Regions from separate parts of the Ovis aries genome. Here region 1 is linked to region 2. Evidence: chromatin contacts called from public Hi-C data. All regions are on one chromosome and are shown on one strand. The core of a region is the stretch at or near the end of the contact, and the rest is flanking DNA. Distances in the headings are between cores, read along the strand shown. Region 1 holds the start of LOC132659412. Region 2 overlaps LOC105606919 (a long non-coding RNA gene).

What was found. Hi-C and Micro-C count contacts between places; a contact is called where the count stands out from the background.
Region 1: a contact with region 2 is called in a Hi-C map of blood, with 2.1 times the contacts expected there. The contact joins the promoter of LOC132659412 here to the enhancer-like site in region 2. A contact is called at or near these places in 5 of 16 Hi-C or Micro-C datasets (blood, retroperitoneal adipose tissue and skin fibroblasts).

The regions. Positions count from the first base shown.
Region 1 is chr3:81,970,015-81,974,866 of ARS-UI_Ramb_v3.0, reverse strand. LOC132659412 reads left to right here and starts at 1,442. Exons shown (of 2, transcript XM_060412233.1): 1 at 1,442-1,591; 2 at 2,378-4,202. The coding sequence starts at 2,679. The coding sequence ends at 3,353. LOC105606919 (a long non-coding RNA gene) reads left to right here and starts at 1,574. Exons shown (of 8, transcript XR_009599853.1): 1 at 1,574-2,464.
Region 2 is chr3:81,930,948-81,935,683 of ARS-UI_Ramb_v3.0, reverse strand. The region is part of intron 5 of LOC105606919 (a long non-coding RNA gene); the gene reads left to right. Among named protein-coding and RNA genes, the nearest start is that of EML4, 28 kb to the right of the region's middle. Within about 2 kb of position 1,828, at least 30 of the 54 cell types and tissues checked have an H3K27ac peak or open chromatin away from gene starts, as enhancers often do.

The sequences.
Region 1 (4,852 bases), core at 193-2,692, 40 kb before region 2:
TCACTGTCCTGGTCAGTTCCTGTTTCTGGAGCACAGATGCCAAAATCTGTTCCTTTTTCTTTTGAAAAATGTAGGAGTTTTCATTTCCAAAATTCCCAGAACCAAGACTGTCACTGTGAGCTGTCTGTGTTTCTGTCTGCCTGCCTCTGTATGGAGGGTCTGCCAAGGCCTCCTGGGCGTGCTCCTCATGGGCAAGCATCCAGGGGCAGCCTTGGAAATGACACCTTACTCCCTGCCCCTCCCCAGTTCCACCACCCCCAACTGGGCCTGACTGAGGAGAGATAAGTGTGTTAGGACAGGCCTGCTTCTGTCCTCCTAATGCCTCCTGGGGCATCCCCAGGATTAGGTCTGGCTACTGAGGAACCCTAGAGAGAGTAGAAATTTAAACTGATAACCTGGACTCAGAGGCGGACCAATTTTGGGAAACCCTGTCCATGCTTTGCTCCCTTGCTTGAAACTATCCCATGGGAGTGGGGGGAGGAGGGAGGAGGAGAAGACACAGCCACCACTGTCTCTGCCCCTAGGCTTGGCGCAGGCCCCCACCTTCTGTGCCCCAATCCAGACAACTCACTTCATGTAGAATCAGACTCTGTTGAGCCTTCTGCAGAGAAAAGAAGAGGTCCAGAAACGGGGGGCGGGGGGGGGGGGGGGGCGGGAAGGACTTCCCCAGCAGTCCTCTAGGTTCCAGCCCTGGGTTTAGGTTTGATCCCTGGTCTGGGAACTAAGATCCCACGTGTCATGGGGTATGGGCAAAAAAAAAAAAAAAAAAAGAAAGGGCAGCATGGGAAGTATTGTGGGTGGAGATGTGGAAAGGTGAGCTAGGAAAAAGGGGGCACTTATCGCTGAACCAAGCTCAGAGCTTAGAACAAGGGGCAGAGAGTGAGAATAGGCCTTGGCGTTAAGACCAGCCTCAAGGTGTGAAGGTCAAAGTAGCCTTGGTGCCAGGCCCTCTGAGTTGGGTGTGCGTCGTGGTGGCAGGTTCTTTGCGTGTGCAGGAAGGAAAACTGAGCGCTTTCTAACAGGATCTACATTTGGCCTGCTTTTCCTTTGGTCTCTGCTTTTGTTTGTACTGTGCCTGCCCAATTCTCATTCATTCACTCATTTAACAAACACTTCAATAGCCTAGAACATTTGCAGATAGCAGTGGCCAGGGCTTTCCAAAAGCGTAGGCTGGGGCTTGCAGAGGCCTCCCTGCCTGGAGCTCCAGCATCACGCTCTGCTGAGGCCCTGGCGTGCAGTGCGCCCCGTTTGCACCATCCCAGAAGTGGGGCCCGAGGCCTGATCGGCAGGGAGGCCCGAGGGGACTGAGCAGGGGACGCAGAACCCCTTCCCAGATGGCCGGCCCAGAAAACCAGGAACAGGTTAAGGGGCCAGAAGACTGGGCAGGGCCGTGGAGTCTCCGTGGGGGCCGAGCCTGTGCCCGGGGAGCGCGGATGCTGGCAGTGAGAGACGGCGGCGCTCCCAGGAAAGGGGTCCCCCCTCGGTGCCGCGGGCTGGGAGCCGCGCAGCCCTCGCCAGCGCCCCGCCCGCCCCGAGGCCCGAGCGCGAGGCGCCGCGGGAGGAATTCCAGCCATTTCCTCTGCGCCGAGCGGTATGCGGCCTGCTCGCTGCCCGACCGCAGCGCAGCCGGGAGGTGGGGGCCGGCGGCGCAGGCCAGTCACCAGCCGCGTCTGGCAGCTGCCCGGGCCTCGCAGTCCCGCTCCGGATCCCCGGAGGGCCTCCTCTAGTCCCTGCGATCAAACCGGCCCTCGAGCGGCCCCAGACCTGTGCGGCGGCCCCGGCCCCTGCTCCTCCCCGCGAGGCCGCCGCCGGCTGAACCGCCCCCTCCCCGCGCCTGCCCTCCCGCCTCCTCGGTCCCCGCCGCGCCACCCCCAACACACCCCTGGCTGCCGCCGACCCCCGCAGGCCCCCGGAATCTGAGTTTGAAACAGAAGGTGGCCCTTGCTACATCCCTTTGGGGGCATGTCCCTTGGCCTTTCTAAGCCTCAGTTTCTCCACCTGTGAAATGGTCACCCTAACAACATTGCTCGGAGAAGGCAATGGCACCCCACTCCAGTACTCTTGCCTGGAAAATCCCATGGACGGAGGAGCCTGGTAGGCTGCAGTCCATGGGGTCTCTAAGAGTCGGACACGAAGAGCGACTTCACTTTCACTTTTTACTTTCATGCATTGGAGAAGGAAATGGCAACCCACTTGCCTGGAGAATCTCAGAGACGGGGGAGCCTGGTGGGCTGCCGTCTATGGGGTTGCACAGACTCGGACACGACTGAAGTGACTTAGCAGCAGCAGCAACAGCAGCGCTACCAAGTTTGTGCCGCCCAGAGGTTGAGAAAAGGAACCTGCCGGATCAACATCGACGATGTTCTCGTTTCTCTAGGTACCGCTGCTGTCCTAAACCTCCCGGGATCTTCCGCCCACCCTGCCCAAGGCCTCTTCTGATGGAGCAGACAGGGCGGCTTTTCAGGTAGGCACTCTAGACGGCCGCCTCAGGGACCGGCGGAAGACTCTTCCTCGGGTTTATTTGCCCTCCAGGTTCTTTAAAAGCCTAAAGAGCAGTTATTTTCATTTTTTAAAATGATGTCATCGCAGTCTGAGAACAACCAGGCACGTAGTGATTAGGAGAAGTTGAGGGTGCAGACCCGGATGGCCTGGACTCTACACAAGGGTCTGAATAGAGAATGGCCACCCCGTGCCCTCTGGGCTCCTCTTTCCAAATGCAGATACCTCCCACCACCCCCACCACCACCCCCATCCCCCTTCGGAGAGTGGACAGTCGTTCAGGCTTTAACCCTTTGGAGGAGCAAGAAAGGGAAAGCCAGAGCCCCCAGGCGACGAGGAAGGTGGGAGCCACTTCCCCCGCTGCCCACACCCGCCTCACCCACGCCCACGGCTGCGGTCAACAGAACACGAGGTGGGGTTGGAAAGCCCCGGGTTTCACCGGGCCTAACCGCCCACTTCTTTGCAAACGCGGCACGGTAAGAGCCGCTCTGCCTCGAAGTTCCCCCATTTGGCCATTCGTTTGGATACTGGAACTCCCTTTCCAGCCAGAGCCCCGAGGCCGAGAATCAGCCTCAGGAGGTGCGCTCCCTCTTCCCCCCGACACACGCTGCAGCCACAGACCGCAGAAATCCAGGTGGAGACAGGTCGAGAAAAACAGGTGCTATAAACATCCCAGTCCAGCGAGTTGGGAGACACGGCTCGCAGGCAGCCCCTCCCCGCTCACCCTCTTCCGAGCCGGGCACTTCCGGCCATCATTGCGCTGCAGGCGGCTCTCGGAGTCGGGAGGGGCGGACTCCCATCTGTTTCTGAGGCCTGGCTTCCCTTTCCTGTCCCCAGACCCCCTAAGTGCCTAACCTGAGGGTTTTCTCTGTACTCTGGATACCCTCCCTAACTGCCATTCGCAGACGGCTCCCTTCCTGCGCTGATATTTTTTTAAAGGCTTCTCCCAGGGACCCCGGGCTGTGTGGCCAGTCTTCCGGAAATGCTGGCTCCTCTTACAAAGATGCATGAGGGGATGCTGCCTGAGGTTGGAAGGCAACCAACTAAATCACATCTTAAAATGTAAAGTTTGATTCTGAATTTTTGATAGCACTTTTTGTGTGGGGGGAGGGGGGTGATGGTGGGGAACAGGCTGGAGGCAGACTGTATTTAAAAGAGGAGGAAAACGAAGGGGGGAGTTAAGTATATGCAAAGAGTGGGTATGGCCGCATTAGAAAAGAGAATTGCTTTCCCAGCACGCTGGTTCCCAGTTTAGTGGGACCTTCTGAACCAGTCTCCTGAGCCTGGGACTTGTTGAGGTGCATACAGCTCGCTGAGAAAGAGCCTGTTGGACAGAAAAAGACTCCACTGGGGAAAAGGCTAATGAAGTTCCACCGCCTGGGGCTAAGGGATTCAGACACAAAAATTGTCCCCAGGATCTCAGAGAATCTCATGCCTCCAGGAGAGAGTGGCAAAGAGCAAGGCAAGTTTGGAGATGATGAGTGAAACAGATCTGAACCACCAGTTTTCAAATGTGACTGTAAAAATAAGCTCTCACTAAATACTAAATAGAGCCCTGGTTTGAAAATGAAGTCACATCCCCTTCCCAGTGTGGGTGCTTACTCTACAGTGTCTGTGCACAGGAAACACTTGCCCAGCTCATCACATTGAACCCTACTTAGATTGTACTATTGCTAATTGCTAAGTCACTTCAGTCGAGTCTGACTCTGTGTGACCCCATAGACGGCAGCCCACCAGGCTCCCCCGTCCCTGGGATTCTCCAGGCAAGAACACTGGATTGGGTTGCCATTTCCTTCTCCAATGCATGAAAGCGAAAGGTGAAAAGTGAACTCATTCAGTCATGTCCGACTTAGCGACTCCATGGACTGCAGCCTACCAAGCTCCTCCATCCATGGGATTTCCAGGCAAGAGTACTGGAGTGGGGTGCCATTGCCTTCTCCAGAATGTACTATTAATTCCCTGTTATTACACATGAGAAAACTAAGGTCAGAGAGACTAATTAACTAGCAAAGGAGAGTTTCAAGCCCAGGGATCTGACTCCAGTGGCTACCTGTGGAACCTCTGCTGTAGGGTAATTGACTCTGATGCTCTTTCTGACCAGAGATTGAAATGACTCCACTTCAGCCTTCAGCTGCCTTTCACAGTGAGGGAGACATTGCTGTAACACCCACCAGCCTCTAGCAGGCCCCAGTGATTGCAGCTTCATTGAAATTGATGGTTTTCCTGAGGGGGCCATGCAACCTATTCCAAGACTCCAGAGTACAGAGGAACAGACTGCCCATAGGAGGAGGACTCTGAGTGGCCTGGATATAATCATCAAGGTCAGGCCTTCCTGTGTGATTTCAGGACTACA
Region 2 (4,736 bases), core at 579-3,078:
CGAGTGAGCATACACACATGCACACAGCATCTTGTTTTGAGGAACATTTATTCAGATTTGAGTCCACAAGGAAGTGTTTGCTACAAACTGACAATGGTTCTAATTTTTGTTTGTGGGATTAACCAAGGAAACATTTACCTTAGGCAGCTCTCTTAACTAACCTAAGTTTTCATTTCCTGATTTTAAAATCTCTGGTTATAGAGAGTTTGGGCTATCTTGCTCACTAATTTCCTAGCTAAAATTCGATGTTTCTGTTAATTTTCTTAAGGACAAGAATCATGTGTTCTTTTTCAAATACCCTTGCATCCAAGTACAAAGCTGGACCCAGGAGGCACAGACAGCCCATGGTGTGGCCATGTTCTGAAAAGACTAGGCTAGACCCCTCTAAGACCTTTCTCAAGCCGGGACCTAAGGTTAGCAATGAGAACGTTAGAAGGGGGAAAACACTGTAACTAGGATCTGTAACCAGTTTCTGGTGCTTAGTTCGGCTAATGAAGCTGAATTTCCAAGATATGTACTTCTAGCCTATGCTTGTCCCTTGGACTGCAAGGAGATCCAACCAGACCATCCTACAAGAAATCAGTCCTAAATATTCACTAGAAAGACTGATGCTGAAGTTGAAATGCCAATATTTTGGCCACCTGATGCAAAGAACTGATTCATTTGAAAAGACTCTGATGCTGGGAAAGATTGAGGGTGGGAGGAGAAGGGGACAAGAGAGGATGAGGTGGTTGGATGGCATCACCGACTCGATGGACATGAGTTTGAGTAGGCTCCAGGAGCTGGTGATAGACTGAGAGGCCTGGTGTGCTGCAGTCCGTGGGGTCGCAAAGAGTTGAACACGACTGAGAGACTGAACTGAGCCTATCTTTAAATTCACACTGAACAGTAGAAGATAGTTAAAGCTGCGCATACGTCCAATACTGTCTGGGGCTAGTGAAGGAGAGAATTGTGAAACATCGTGTGTGTTAGTCGCTCAGTCGTGTCTGACTCTTTGCGACCCCATGGACTGTAGCCTGCCAGGCTCCTCCATCCATGGGCTTTTCCAGGCAAGAATATTGGAGTGGCTTGCCATTTCCTTCTCCAAGGATCTTCCCGACCCAGGGATTGAACCCAGGTCTCCTGCATTGCAAACACTTTGCCGTCTGAGCCGTCATACACATGCACGTATATTTTAAACCTGTGCTGTGCATCTTGGTTTCAGCCCTTGAAATTCTGTGTTGCCTGTTTTTGCTCCGAGAAGGTGTGCTGCGCGTCTTTCCGTCCTGGGCTTAGAATGATAAGCAGATTAGAAGGTCATGAGTGACAGCGGCCAGGATGGTCCTCTTACTTCCTCCGCTTCCTCTCTGGGGAGAGGCAGGAGGACTCCGGAGAAAACAGAGATGGGAAGGAAAACAAGTCCATCCCAGCGTGGGGAGCAGGGAGGGGAGAGAATGGTGACAGGCTGTGGGAGCTGCCAGCAAACGTCTGATTTCCTGCATTGCTCGGAGGAGAGGAGGCAAGTCTTCCCAAATCCGGGCGCCCCAACACGATTGCGAAAGCCACACCCATCGGCCCACAGACAGCCAACACTGCTGCTGAACCAGTGAGACACCTTGGGAAACCGCCCGAGTTTCTGGAGACATCTCTGTAAAAGCTGCCTTTTGCCCTGGTGGATGCTAGAATCCCAGCACTGGGCGACCCAGAGCCGCCTTTTGTTCACGGCAAAGTTAATTTCAGAAATGTTGTTCTCGGAGGGATGCGGTCCTCGGGCCAAGAGTCAATGCCTTCTCCCACCGGCGGCCGCGGGGCTGGCTGAGCACGCGCGCAGAGGCGCTCCTCGAGCTTTGAAGTCAACAGAGGTAGGCAGGGCAGGCCACGGTGGAAAACTGTGAAGTCAGCAGAGTTATCGCGGGCACTCCTCCCTTCCCCCTTGCTTCCCCTTTCTCCACCCATTTCCCCCCTCTCAGCTTGCAGCTTCTCATTTCCCAGGGGATCGCGCAGCCGTCCGGAGATACGAGGGGCCAGCCCACGGCTCCAGCTATCGAAGTATGCTCCCCCCAGCCCCCACCAAGTCTAAAACAAACACAGGAACGCATTCCATACATTTCCAAAGACTAGAGAGCGCACGCAGAAATCCTGGCCTTTGTGCCTTCTCCCTTAAACCCCACGAGTTTGGGGCCTCAAGTTTGAAGCCGGCTTCCTGCCTCCCCGGGGGGTTTTTGAAAGATTCAAAAGTGCCTCAGACCAAGACAGCTGCTTGGTTGATGGCTCACATTGAAACCACAAATTATAAAATGATAAATCGCTGCTCAAAGCTCTTCCAGGAAAGACTATGTTGTCAAGATTAAGTTACAACCTCATGGACCTATGAGTGAGTCGAGCTGCTGACTAACTCTCACACTTCTTTTCCTGCCGAAGATGTTTTTGCTTCGTGAACTTTCACTGTTTCTGAATACTTGAAACAAATGACTGAAGGCAGGAAAAACATCAGGGACTTCTTAACCCATGGAGCTTATTACAGGCTTTATTATGTAACGGCTGCTTTCGTTTTGTGAGACCCAAAGGAAGTTGAAGAAATCTCTTTCTTCTTGAGCACTTAACTGCCAGCGATCTGTGAGAAATGGCTTCGTGTGGGCAGCTCCACTCACTTGAAACTCTAGTTGGAACGTGTAGTGTGTGCTAAATCAAAGCTGGTTTTAAGGAATTTGGGTCTTAAAGTATCTGTTCAGTGATTTGGGCAGGATTGCAACATGAATTACTGTATTTGGTTCCCGTGAAATGAATTCTTTGGACTGGTTTAGTGATCGAGTGTGACAAATAATTAGGCCACATGCATACTCTCATGTAATGATGCTCCTCTCTGCCAGGGTTTTGGCAGGCAGAAGGAGGTAAGATGAAATGCTTGTTTGACGCCTGTATATTGCCTTGCTGAGGGGTCTGGCACAATGACCTCATTGAGATCACCTGGGGCTGCAGGAAGAAACTCAATCATCCATCCATTCATTATGTGTCTCCAAGCACAGGGCCTTGGTTACACAACTCTGATCCGGTTTCTCCAAGGCCACTCAAGTCTTGAGGACCATCAGACTGTGAGTCATAATCACTTTAGCATTGACTCCTACGTTCCCTCTTGTTGATTTTACACCTCAAGCCCTTCAGTTTCTCTCTTTCTTGGAGGCCTTGGGTTCTGTGTGACAGTTTTTGTTTTCTGATATCATCTTGTGTTATCACCCATGCCAGCCACTGCAGGGCCGGCCACGGCTACTCTTGTCTCTGCTTTTCTTGAAGTCAGGCCTGCTGTCGTTACTGCTGCTTTTTCTGGGCTACTTCAAGTTGTGGAGAGAGTTCTTTTCCTGTGATTATAGCTCTTTCTTCCAATTTTGACTGGCCCGGCGTCTCTGTGATTATAGCTCATTAGGACTCCTGAGGCTAGGAGGCACTATTTTTTTATGCTACCTTGGTTTTTTTTTGTTTTTTTTTTTTTTTTAAACAACATGTATTAAACTTACTTTTTGCAGGGAAGTATAAATATGAAAACAATAGTAGTCATTAATCCCACAGTCCAGTAATGCTTCATAGTATTTTTTTAAAAATAAAAGTAATAAACCCAAGGGAAAAAATTAAAGCAATAAAAATGGTATCAGAGAAAACTAAAAGCTCCTCTTCTGCCCCTTAATCCCGCCCCCAAATATAACTACCATTACTAATTTTTATGTATCCTTGTTACTGCACATGTATGTCCTTTAACAAAATTTTACATAAAAATAATCTTTCTGTACTCATCATCACTCTACATTTTGCTTTTTTCACCTAAAATGCTAAGAGATTTTTCCATCTGTGCATTGCAGGGATACTCCCTATTTTTAATGTCTGCATAGTCTTTATTAGAGAATGTGCCTTCCAAATGAAATGCATTCAAATAAAATAATTCCAGGTCATTTCTGTCCTTTACTTCCTCCACTCCCTGAATCCAAAGTGACTTATCTGACTTACAAGTTTGGAAGAATAACCTAGGCATGTTAGTTTCAACCCTGGCCTTCCTGAGACTCTCATTTTTCACAGTGGTGAAAAAACTAGTACCTTCCTTGTATAGAGATTAGATGAGTTAATATATGTAAAGCTCTGATGCATAGAAATTATTCAGTAAGTGCTAGTTCTCATAATTAATTTTGCATATGCTGTACTGGGACTTGCTCTCTCCCTTAACAGTATATCTTAGGGATTATTCCACAGCAGTACATATGCATGCATGCTTAGTCGCTCAGTCATGTCCAGCTCTTTGTGACCTCATGGACTGTAGCCCGCCAGGCTCCTGTATCCATGGGATTTTTTCAGGTAAGAATGCTGGAGTGGGTTGCCATTACCTCCTCCAGGAGATCGTCCCGACCCAGGAACTGAACCCTCATCTCCTGTGTCTCCTACATTGACAGGCAGATTCTTTACCTGCTGAGCCATTGAGGAAACCCACTTATAGACATACTTCATTTTAAAAGTGGCTAGTATGGTGTTTCATAGTATAACCTCACTGTAGTTTACTTAGATGTGCTCCAATTTGTGTTGTTTCTAACATTCAACCCTTTCTCATCTGAGGATACTGATTCTGGAGTCGGTCATTGTAAGGTTCACCTGCCATAAGTATATTTCCCTTTATTTAACATATATATCATTTACTACCTGTCATACAATGTCCTAATCACCTTTAAAACTTTATTATTAACTCATTAATACTCATAATGATGCTTTTGAAATAGCAA